2 separate regions of the Mus musculus genome follow, and region 2 is linked to region 1. Evidence: chromatin contacts called from public targeted proximity ligation data. All regions are on one chromosome and are shown on one strand. The core of a region is the stretch at or near the end of the contact, and the rest is flanking DNA. Distances in the headings are between cores, read along the strand shown. Region 1 overlaps C330002G04Rik (a long non-coding RNA gene). Region 2 has its middle 32 kb from the start of Mir1192.

Evidence for each region.
Region 2: a contact with region 1 is called in a targeted proximity ligation map of embryonic stem cells, with 8 read pairs. A contact is called at or near these places in 8 of 130 datasets of targeted methods (embryonic stem cells and stem cell-derived neural progenitor cells).

Annotation. Positions count from the first base shown.
Region 1 is chr19:23,038,728-23,044,969 of GRCm38.p6, forward strand. All of the region lies in intron 5 of C330002G04Rik (a long non-coding RNA gene), which reads right to left. Among named protein-coding and RNA genes, the nearest start is that of C330002G04Rik, 34 kb to the right of the region's middle.
Region 2 is chr19:23,178,642-23,185,118 of GRCm38.p6, forward strand. No RefSeq gene overlaps it. Among named protein-coding and RNA genes, the nearest start is that of Mir1192, 32 kb to the left of the region's middle.

The DNA.
Region 1 (6,242 bases), core at 2,339-4,838:
TGTTTTTTGTTTTTCGAGACAGGGTTTCTCTGTATAGCTCTGGCCGGCCTGGAACTCACTTTGTAGACCAGGCTGGCCTCGAACTCAGAAATCCGCCTGCCTCTGCCTCCCGAGTGCTGGGATTAAAGGTGTGTGCCACCACCACCCGGCTCCATGTGGCTTCCTACTTCAGCATCATCCTCTCCATCTTGGAGAGGTCAACACTTGGCCTCCTGGCATCTCTGATGCAGCCTCAGTGTGAAACAGAGACATGGTTAGGAAAGCCAACAACACTTCATTCGGTACCTACTTATTAAATAAAGATGTGTTCGTTCCTCTATCCTCCTGCCCCTCTAGCAAAAGGAAAAGCCTGGCAGAGCAGGCAGGCAGGGAAGGAGCACACCCCACCTACCTCCTCAGGCTCCTGCCCTTAAGTAAAAAAGAGATGTATATTAAGTTAGATAGGATTCAATTTGTAGCCCCACCAGGCAAATCTATAGTAAACTGGAATGCACAGAAAGTAAGGAGAGCTTTGATATCCCAAGTACCAAGTATGGTGGCTTGAACACGCTTGGCCCAAGGGAGTGGCACCATTAGGAGGCACCTGCTGCTGTAGGTATGTAAGGCCTTGTTGAAAGAAGTGTGTCGCTGTAGGGGTGGGCTTTGAGAGCTTCCTCCTAGCTGCCTGGAAGCCAGCCTTTGTTTGCTATCAGAACAAGATGTAGAACTCTCAGCTCCTCCAGCACCCTGCCTGCCTGTATGCTGCCATGCTTCCTGCCATGATGATAATAGACTGAACCTCAGAACCAGTAAGCCAGCCCCAATTAAATGTTGTCCTTTATAAGAGCTGCCTTGGTCATCGTGTCTCTTTACAGCAATGGAAACCCAAACTAGACACCAAGGTAGGGAAAGTCCACAAGTCTTTATCAAAAGCAGTAATTGGGACCCCAGACAAGACCATCAAGGAGAAGATGCCATCTTCACACAGGGTGAAGAGATAAAGAGGACAGGACTATTTCCATAATGACAGACAAGAGAAGAAAACTCTCAGAGGCAACAGCAGGAAGGAAGACTGGCATTGGTAGACTCAGAAGGAGACAGTTGCTGTAGTAAAAGCACAGAGTCCATAGTCTCCAGAAGGATGCCCAATGGTTATAGCCAAATATGAAATGGCTTCATAAGCTCACGTATTAAGTAGGTCACTGTCAGCACCTGTGAAGCTTATGCCTGGTCTCTATCCTTCTCCATTCTCTGTCACTCTCTGTCTCTCTCCCTCTCCCTCTCCCTCTCCCTCTCCCTCTCCCTCTCCCTCTCCCTCTCCCTCTCCCTCTCTCTCTCACTCTCACTCTCCCTCTCTCTCTCACTCTCACTCTCTCTCTCTCTCTCACTATCTTCCATGACATGAACAGCTTCCTCTTCTGCATTCCCCTACTCCACTTCCATGATGCTCGGCCTCACTGCAGGCACGGAACCATGGTGCCAAGTGACCAATACAAGCCATCTTAAACTATGAGCCAAAACCTTTTGGTTGTTTTTTCTGGGTATTTAAACTATGACTATACAAAAGTAACGGATATATCACTCTGAGGCCACCTGGCTGGTTAATACCCTGACTTCTTCCCTGCCTGTGGTTTCCAACCAGAGTTCTGGAACTGATGGAATCTAATAGTAATCTAGAGATCTGATGAGTCATCGATGCATCCAGCAGTTCTGAGTCCCAGGTATCAGATTATAGTGAGTTTACCCAGCGGTCCAAATGGAGATAACTCGACGCCTACCTTGGCTGAGTTGAGAGTGCCTGTGAATTTGTGCGGTGTTTTCAGAAGTTTTTTGTTTTTGCTTTTTTTAAGATTTATTTATTTATTTTGTGTATACAAGTACACTGTAGTTCTTCAGACACACCAGAAAAGGGCATCAGATCCCATTACAGGTGGTTGTGAGCCACCATGTGGTTGTTGGGATTTGAACTCAGGACCTTTGGAAGAGCAGTCAGTGCTCTTTACCGCTGAGCCATCTCTCCAGACACACACACACACACACACCCCAAGGTTTCTTTTATGGCTGGTGTTTCAAATGAGGCTGGTTGCAAAGGAAAATAGAGCAGGATAATAAATAGTTCCATCAAGCAATGGGTGAAAAGATAGAAGGGAAGAGGACTGGGAACGACATCTTCGAGACAGAGAGAATGAAGAGAGCAAAGAAGTGAGGTGGCCAGGCTTCCTGGTGCCTTCCACCGCATGATGAGGAGAGGGAAGAAGAGATTGTCTTTATTGGGAACCCAACAAGAAAACTAGCCAACAAAAGCAAGCACGGAGTACAGGATGAAAGCCAGTGCAGCAGACAGTGTAAAGAAGAGTGAGGAGACCAAGTACTGGCTGCTCTCCCAGAGGACCCAAGTTCAATTCTCAGCACCCACATGACTGTTTAAACCCCTTCTTCTGGCCTCTGTGGGCACTGTATGCTGATACACAGACACACATGCAGGCAAATCACCTACACTCATAAAACAAATAACTAATTAAAAAGAAGGGAGACAGATGAGGATGTGACTCAGAGGTAAAGATCTATGCCATACGGGGGGCTCTGGGTTCAGTGTGGCTCTTGTGGGAAAAGGAAGGAAGGGGAGAGCTAGACACAGAGACAGAGAGACAAACAGATCATGCTTCAAAATGACACCAGAGTCGACCAAGCTACCCCTGATGTCATGGTGGCTAAGATTGTATTGAAATTTTTCTGTTAGAGCCAGGCATCTCTAAGAACCCCAAAGACCCCACGGCTGAGGTATAAGAGGTAAAGTTTTACAGAGCAATACAGCAACATGGCCTTTGCCTCTACATAACTGCCCTCTGACCTCCAAAAGCAAAAATATCTCAAAAACAGGAAAACAGTCTGCCTTAGTAATATAAAGGCTAATGAAGTCCCTAGATCCTCAGAGCTGGTTGAATCTGGTTCATATCCTTGCTTCCAGAGGCCAGGTGGCTGGCTGCCACATTGTTCAGGTTTTGTGTCTGTGTATCTCTCCATCCGCCACCCCTAACTCCTCTCTCTCTCTCTCTCTGTCTCTCTGTCTCTCTCTGTGTCTCTGTCTCTGTCTCTCTCTCTCTCTCTCTCACACACACACACTCACACACACACACACACACACACACACACACACACACCCATGCACAAGCATGCACACGCAAATGCGTGCCTTTTAGAGGACTCAGACCCTGACATTCCAACACTAGCCAGCTACTGCCTGTATTTTAAAGGATTGCCACCTTCTGGAAAAAGCACTCATCAACCCAGTTAAAGAGGAAAGGTTCAACCCCTTTAGTTGGAATGCAGTGCAGGTGAGCACGGGAAAAGGCCAGCACAATCCTGATCACTCCCTGCTGGGCACTTAACTAGAGGACAGAACCTACACGGCTCTCTCTGGCAGCCTGAAGTGAAAAGGCTCGAAAGGGGACAGTGGTAAGTAGTCCTTGATGAATTTTGCCGTTAAAATGGGGAGTAAGCCTTTAAGACTTCAACTTGTTCCATGGTTCTTCCCTAAGATTGTGATAACAGAGTACAGCATAGCAGGTAGTTAACTTTATAGCACACCCTCAACCGCCCTTCTTACGAAGGGTGTGGCTACTGTAAAAAAAAAAAAAAAAAAAAAAAGGCCCTACCCTGCAACATAACTGAGTAAGCCTAGAGGGTCTCTGCGGGAGGGGGCTTTTTCCTTGCACAAAGATGCTGCAATCTGCTTGGCACAGGGATACATTGTTTCCTGGGGACTGCCCTGCCTAGGGGTGGGAGAAGAGCTCTACAGTAGCCCTGCCTAGATTCTTCAAGCTGTTAATGGTACTCAGCACTTCAGCTCTTGAAAAAAAAAAACAAAAAACAAGCCTTTCACAGGAGTGGGAGTACTTCAGAAGAGATAAAGATAATAATCCCAGTCAGAGTGACAATCCATCTGTGACAAGTCCTTCCCATTTTCAAAGGTCACTTCCGGTAGGAGATCTATCTCCGTGGGGCTCAGGGCAAAACCAGGTTCTCCTACGGAAATCTATTCTTTTCCATGTAACCTTGGAGCTGGGATTCTAAGCACTGCCCCTGTGAGCCCAGCCTTCTGATTTCAAATTCTCTGCTCTTCTCACAAGAGAAACAAAAGATAAACTCATAAAATATGCACATTTGGAAAAACTCCTAAGTAAAGAAAAGGGATAACCAGCACTCACCCACAAGCATCCTGGGATACAAAGCAGTGGTTTTCCTTAAAGTCTTGTATCTAGTTTACATTTACATTTTTTAAAAAAGATTTATTTCTTTTATGTACAATTATAACCATCTTCAAGCCAGGTGTGGTGGCGCATGCCTTTAATCCCAGCATTCAGGAGGCAGAGGCAGGCAGATTTCTGAGTTCGAGGCCAGCCTGGTCTACAAAGTGAGTTCCAGGACACCCAGGGCTATACAGAGAAACCCTGTCTCGAAAAACCAAAAGAGAAAGAAAGAAAGAAAGAAAGAAAGAAAGAAAGAAAGAAAGAAAGAAAGAAAGAAAGAAAGAAAGGAAGGAAGAAAGAGAGAGAGAGACAGAAAGAAAGAAAGAGAGAGACAGAAAGAAAGAAAGAGAGAGAGAGAGAGAGAGAGAGAGAGAGAGAGAGAGAGAGAGAGAGAGAGAAAGAAAGAAAGAAAGAAAGAAAGAAAGAAAGAAAGAAAGAAAGAAAGAAAGAGATAACTGTCTTCAAACATATCAGAAGAGGGTGTCAGATCCCATTACAGATGGTTATGATCCACCATGTGGTTGCTGGGAAATGAACTCAAGACCCCTGGAAGAGCAGTCAGTGCTCTTAACCATTGAGCTATCTCTCCAGCCCCTCCATTCACATTCTTTAGCCTCTGTCTGGCCATTTTGAACACTGCAGAGCCCTACTGTTAGGCCAGGAATAAGCACATGACTGCACCAGAGCCAAGGAAGGACAACTGCAGCCTTGGGGACTGGGAATGGACAGAGATGCTCTCTTTCTCACTGATCTCAAGCCCAGGAAGTGACTATAAAGGGCCCTGGTGACATTCAAACCTCAGATGGATCTCACATCCAAGTACTTCCTATTTCCCTCATTTTATATCTCTTACCCCACCTATCTCAGTGCTGGAAGTTGAACTCAAGGCCAGCCACAGCCTAAGTATATATCTTGCCACTGAGCCACACCCCTATCCAAAGCCTGTATATTTTTGTTACTTGGGAAGCTTGTATTGCATCATCTGTCCCTTGCATCTAACAGATCTTGGCTGCTGCAGGTAATTTCTTCCTCTTCTGTCTCATTAGCCATGTGCTGATGATGGCAGCCATGTCCTATTGGGAATCAGCAGAAGTTCCCATGGCCAAAGGCAGACTCACAGAACCAACTACTGCCATGATATGGCTAATCACCAGCTCTATTTAGCAACCTGGAGAAGTCAGGTAAGTTCCTTGTGCACAGATGTGTGCCCGGATGTCCCATGGAACAACAGCCTTGCTTAATGCGCACTGAGAGAGAATTGTGGGTACAATGATAAGCACCCCTCACTTCAGAGGAGTAGAGTGTGGGCTAATACCAGACAGTACCGCCAACCCTTCATGGTGAAAGGGTTTGGAGGTAGTGGAAAAAAACAGAAAATAATCTTTCTCCAAACATGGGCTGCAGTCCCCCACTTCTACCTGACTAAGCCTAGGTATATATCATATACTCGCCACTGGGTCTAGCCCAGGAAACCTCATCTTAGTCATCTCAGTCACTATTGAAAGAGTCAAGAGTTCAAACTGGGATTCTGCAGAGGGGGAAAAAAAAAAGTAGGGTTTAAATATGGGTGAGAGTGTCCTTATGGTGTGTTTATGGTGACTTGCGCTCTGTCACTAGAATCTGAGCTCAGCCTTCCAACTCAGTTTCTCGCTTGCACATTGAGGACAGAACTAACGACACCAACATCCTTCTCCTAGTCTAACATTTAGATTAACTCCAAACACTCCAAACACGAAGCAGGAAAGCCCAGGGAAACCAGAACAGAGTGGGCGGTGCCCATTCCAATTTTGCTTCACTCGGGGGATGAGCTGATGGGACACAGATGTACCCACTTTGGTGGGTACTCGTGCCGCACCGACGTCGCCGTGGTTCCCTTGTTTGTCTCAATTTACTTCCGGATGCCAAGATACTATGGCTTCATAAATCTGAAGAAATCACTATTGCAACCTTTTGATTTGCTTTGTTGTTTTGTTCTCGGGAGTCTGTCCCCCACATCTGAGAGGCCATTATAAG
Region 2 (6,477 bases), core at 655-3,154, 140 kb after region 1:
ATTTTCCTAGAGCGCAGCCACCTTCTTCCTAACTCTACTGCAGTCCCAATGAGAACATGTCTACTGACTCACCCCTGAGTGGGCGGTGCTCAGCTTTAATCCTAGTATGTGGGGACAGAGGCAAGCAGGTTTCTGTTGGAGGTCAGACTACCAAATTCCAGACTAGCCAGGGCTAAGTAAGTAGTGAGACTCCAAATCTAAAAACAACAGACTCGAAATAACAAAACTGGGCTAGAAGCTTAGTGGGTAAAGCTAAGGTCAGGGTCTCTCTATGTAGCTCAGTCTGGCCTAGAGCTCTGTCACTTGTTTACAACCTAGTGCTGTAATCTTTAATAAAAACAGTTTCTCTCAGTGTGGTGACTCCCAAACATAAACTTATTATTATTTTTTTAGATTTATTTATTATTATATCTAAATACACTATAGCTGTCTTCAGATGCACCAGAAGAGGGCTTCAGATCTCATTACAGATGGTTGTGAGCCACCATGTGGTTGCTGGGATTTGAACTCAGGACCTTCAGCAGAGCAGTTGGTGTTCTTAACCACTGAGCCATCTCTCCAGCCCCTTGTGCACTTTCTTTCTTTCTTCCTTCCTTTCTTTCTTTCTTTCTTTCTTTCTTTCTTTCTTTCTTTCTTTCTTTCTTTCTTTCTTTCTTTCTTTCTTTCTTTCTTTCTTTCTTTCTTTCTTTCTTTTTTTTGAGACAGGGTTTCTCTGTATAGCCCTGGCTGTCCTGGATCTCACTCTGTAGACCAGGCTGGCCTCGAACTCAGAAATCCGCCTGCCTCTGCCTCCCGAGTGCTGGGATTAAAGGCATGTATGTGCCACCATGCTTGGCTAAAAGGGCTGTTTTATCTATAGGAGTCGAGGCCCAGAGATTGAGAGCCTGTGTTCTATGTGGTTTTGGCTGGCCTGAAACTATAATCTTTCTACCTTTGCCTACTGGATGCTGTGATTACTTATGCTTACAAGCTACCAAATCAAACAGCATTATTATTAACTATACGTTAAAGCAGTTCATGGTTTTTAAAAAAGATTTATTTATTTATTTATTATATATAAGTATAATATGTAGTTGTCTTCAGACACCATAAGAAGAGGGCATAAGATCTCATTACAGATGGTTGTGAGCCATCATGTGGTTGCTGGGATTTGAACTCACAACCTTTGGAAGAGCAGTCCGTTGCTCTTAACCGCTGAGCCACCTCTCCAGCCCCGCAATTCATGTTGTTTTTTTTTTTTTTAAATGATTTATTTATTTTTATTTTATGTGCATTATTTGCCTCCAAGTAAGTCTGGGCAAGCTGTCAGAGCCACTGAAACTGGAGTCACAGACAGTTGCGAGCTGCCACGTGGGTGAATGGGGCAGTGCTCCTAACCACTGAGCCATTTTTCCAGCCCTAAAGTGTTCCATTTTAAAATAAGCATCTGGGGATGCTGGAGAGAAGGCTGTGGGGTTAAATGTATTTCATGCTTTTGCAGAGGACCCAGGCTTGGTTCTCGGCACCAATATGGTAGATCACATACATAGGCAACACTCATGAACATTAATTTAACATATAAGACTAAGGAAATTAAAACAAGTATTTGGTCACAATTCTATCGGTCTGTTCCTTCTTCATGCCCACTAGGTTCTTAGTTTCTAGACTGATCTTAGGGTTGCGTGCCCACACCCCGGCCCTTCCTTGGGGTCTCAGCAGTCTTCCTGCAGCCACTCAGATGGCCCGTCCTCAATGGGAAAGAGCTGCTTTTGTCCTCTACATTTGCTAAGTGATAGGCGAGTGTAACATTATCTTTCCCGGCTGAGAGAAGCAGCTCCCTCGGCAGGAGAAAACGAAGGGCACCGTCCCGAGGGCCAGGGATGGGCCTGGGCATGTGGTGTGGAGTCTCTGCCCAGCTGTGCCTGAATCTCCACTTCAGCCCTGGGCTTGCTTCCTGGTTTGTGAGCGGGTGAGAAGCGTGCGTGTGGGACCACAAACAATCCCCGCAAGTCATTCTCTCTGGGTTTTATTTCGACACAGGGTTCCTCACTGGGGTTTGGGGCCCCTGGATTAGTCTAACCTAGCTGGACAGTGAGTCCCGTGATGCATCTGTGTTTACTTTCCAGAAATGAGATTAAAGGCATGCACCATCATGCCTGGCTTTTTCTGTGGGCTCTGCGGGATAGACTCGGCGCCTCACTCTCGTGTGGCAGACCACACTCTTGTTTGTCCTGTCTTACCTCTCAAGCAAAGATTCCCCCACGAATCTGCTAAGTTTCTACAAGTTGGTGAGAAAAATGTTCAAGTACCAAAGGCCTGAGATGATTCCTTCAGATCTCTTATGGGCTGGTGTCTAGTTAATTAGACACCAAACAGCTTCATGATGTTTTATTGACCAATAGTCAGTTTTTAACCATTTTTTCAGTAGTGGATGTGGGGTAAAGACAGGTTGTAATTTGAATGAAGCACAGATTTCAACCCCCACCAGGCTTTTAGGTTCCTCTGGATGTATCTGAGTTTTAAATTATTTAGACTTATTCTGCTGCTTAAGCAATAGTTTCATCATCTGAAAATGTTCTCTTTAAGTAAATCGCCTAAAAGCAAATTGCTTTAAAAAAATCATTATTTTCTGCAACTGCTTCACATATTGATATCTGCTCATTCTAGAGAAATTTATAAAGTAGAAAAACTTTGTTGTTGTTTTTGAGACAGCGTCTCGTGTAGCCCAAGGCTGGTTTTGAACTCACTACATAGTAGATGATAACCCAGAACTTCTGTTCCTCCTGGCCCCCTCTCCCTAGTGCTGGGCTACAGGCAGGCACCACCAGGCCTCGATTAAGACCCATAAAAGTAGCCACCTTAACCCCTACTAAGTTGATGAAAGAACTGTACGCTTGCTCTTAGTTTATATATATATATTTACGTTCAAATAGCTTTGATGTTTTATTCAAAAAGAAAAATCTCAAATTACAAGTAAGATGATCAATTTTTATTTCACATTCCTGCAAAGTCCAAAATCTTTTGATTGAGCACTAGAATGTGAGGAATTGTCAGACTTCTCACTTACTGTCTGTGGAGAAGACACAACCTAACTATTTACCAGAGAAGTTGTTATGACAGATCTGGAAAAAGCCAAAAAAAAAAAAAAAAAAAAGAAAAAGCAGAAAAGAATGAGACAGTATGTATGATAGGGAACAAATGCCAGAAATCAGGGCAGGTAAGGTCTCTGAATCTCATGAGTACATTATTATATTTCTATTTGTGAAGCTTTTAAGAAAGCATGTTATATACTATTACATATAGTGCACTTATATATGACATAGTTTTTGGTTATTGTATATAGTCTGTATATACTACACTAATAACATGTACATATGACAGTATATACATCATTTTGGTTATTATAGTATATAGATACCATTTTACTAGTATGTACACATATTCACAGACACACACACATATATATATATAAAAGTATATACATAATTTTCGCTTTTTTTTTTTAAACAGGGTCTCATGGATCCAAGAGAGGTCACATGTGTGGCTGTTACGACAGATCTGGAAAACACAATAGAAAACCACCTGAAAAGAATGAGACAATTATGCATGACAGGGAGCAAACTGCCAAGGTGCACTTTGTTTGTTTGTTTTTTGGTTTTCCGAGACAGGGTTTCTCTGTGTAGCCCTGGCTGTCCTGGAACTCACTTCGTGCGCCACCACGCCGGCTCAAGGTGCATTCTGTAAGCAATGTACCTTGCTATACAGCAGAATATAACCTTCAAGGCTTTTCTTTTTGAGGCTGACTCTTGATGTATCTTTGGCTGTCCTGGACTCACTATGTAGACAAAGCTGGCCTGAACTCAGAGACCCACCTGTCTCTGCCTCCCAAGTGCTGGAATTAAAGTTATGTGCCAGATGGAGAGATGGCTCAGTGGGTAAGAGCACCAACTGCTCTTCCAGAGGTCCTGAGTTCAATTCCCTCAACCACATAGTGCCTCACGACCACAGCAATGTGATCTGATGCCCTCTTCTGGTGTGGCTGAGGACAGTGTACTCACATATATAAAATAAATAAAATCCTTTAAAGGTATGTGCCACCAGGGCTGGAGAGATGGCTCAGCCGTTGAGAGCACTGGCTGCCCTTCCAGAGGTCCTGAGTTCAAATCCCAGCAACCACATGGGGGCTCATCAACCATCTGTAATGAGATCTGACGCCCTCTTCTGGTGTGTCTGAAGACAGCTACAGTGTACTTACATATAATAATAAATAAAGTCTTAAAAAAAAAAGGTATGTGCCACCATGACCAGTATCTTGATCTCTTGATCCTTCTGCCTCCTAAGTACTGATTACAAGTATAGACCACATAAGATAAACATAAGTCTACATTTAAACAGGTAAGCATACAAACATATAACATGTATAACAGCATAGTTTAAAAGATGACCATGGGCTTTATTTTTGTCCCACTTATTCATTCACTCATTAATGCATTCATTTATGTGGCTGGGGAATGTCTACAGCATGCGTGCGTGTGTGTGTGTGTGATGGTCAGAAGACAATTTTGGGCATTGGTCTTTCTTCTACCCTGTGGGTGTGTTCTTTGGATTCAACTCAGGTTGGTAGCAAGTGCTTCTATGTAGAAAGCCCTGTCTGTGGGCCTTAAGTTATTCTATCTATCTATTCGTTTGCTTTGCAAACTTTTGGAAGGCTACCTAATAAAGGCTTGATGTGATTTTCTCTGTGACGTGTGTATGGGGGAGGGGAGGGGAGGGGTTGAAGTCAGAGAGGAACTCCCCATGTAGCTTTAGTGTAGTGATTGGATACTTTATCCACGTTTTCATTTGACACCACTTATTATTTTACTCTCTGGTTGAGATGGGTTTTGTGTAGGCCGAAGTGGCCTTCCCAACAGTCCTGCCTCAGGTGCCCAGGAGGGAGACTGGATGAGCAGCACCAGGCCTGGGAGGAAAGTGTTTCATTCCTACTCTGCCTGAGAACTTGGATGCTGAGGATGCCTTTGGTCTCCTTCGTCTCCATCTCTACCTCTGCAGCCTGGGGATTACAGGTGTGGGTTATTGTACATAGGTCATGGAGTGCTAGGGATGGGTCCGGGACTTTGAGCATGCTAGGCAAACACTACCAACTGAGTTATAGCCCAAGTCTTGTTCTTGAGATAGGTTCTTGGTTTTTAGCCCTAGCTGGCCTGGTACTCAGTAGCCAGGCTGGCTTTAAGCTCATGGCAATCTCCCCGAGGGATGAGATTCTAAGGGTAGATGTCTTACCATGCCTGGCATAAAGCAAACACATTACTGTTAAAATGTAAAATTACACGCAGTAATTATAATATCCCCTTTAAGTAGGTTAGCATCATTTGTTAAGGCCAAAGAAGCAAAGCTGCAAGCCCATGACCAGAATTGCCTATTTATCACTCAATCTGTCTGCTTCTCCGTAGTGTTCTAGAAGCTCTTTGAAATGAATAAAAAGTGTATTAGACAAACTGGAGCAAGAGGCAAGTGAAACCAGAAGAGCATAAATCATAAAAAGGGAGACTATTAAAATATTAAGGGGCTGGAGGGAAGGCTCAGCAGTCAAGAGTAATTAACGGTCTTCAGAGGACCCAAGCTGCTTTCCAGCTGGCTGCCTCACAACTGCCTTAACTCCAGCTCCAGGCGACCTAATGCCTCTGGCCTGTGTATGTACCTGCATGTACGTGCACACATACACAGAAATACAAATGATGTTTAAAAAAAAATCTAAAATACTGATAGTATTAGAGAAATACAAATAGAAGATGGGATAGTGAGAACTGTTAGTGCCTATATTAAAGCAACAAGAATTGGCAGTGCACCAAGCTTATGAGAAATTTAGAGGTGGCATTACACAGTAAGGCAGGGCAAGTCTCTCTCTCTCTCTCTCTCTTACACACACACACACTCACACAGAAGATATGAACAGATAAGAATTGAGCTGGGCCTCCTAAGTTTCTCCAAACAGCTCAAAAGACCAACACAGGGATTTTACTGGCCGTAGAGGAGTAGGGTGAGATTGCTTTAGGTGGTCAGGTGCTTGCAGTTTCAATCTTCCACTGGAGCAAACTGAAATGGAGGAGGGAGTACAGATAAAAATCACCAGGAACCAAACACCCTCCCCTCCTCAAACAGTGTGGCTGTGAATGCTGGGCCACTCAAAGGAGATCGCCTAGTGTGGTGTTCACAGTCAATGTGATCTGGAATCACGGAGGATGGGCCTTTGTGCAGCTTGAAGAGGACTGTCTGGATTACATTAGTTGATGTGGGAGGCCATCTTAATTGGGAACAAGACGACCCCGTGGACGGGTGAACCCGCGGTTGTATGAAGTGGAGAAATGAGTTGAACATGCAGGCATTCATTGCGGTTTCCTGACTCTGGTCCCACTGTGCCCGGCTCCTTCAGCTTCCTGCGGCCCTCGCTGCTGGACTGAGAGCCAGGATGAGTTTTCTCTCGAAGGTGCTTTTGCC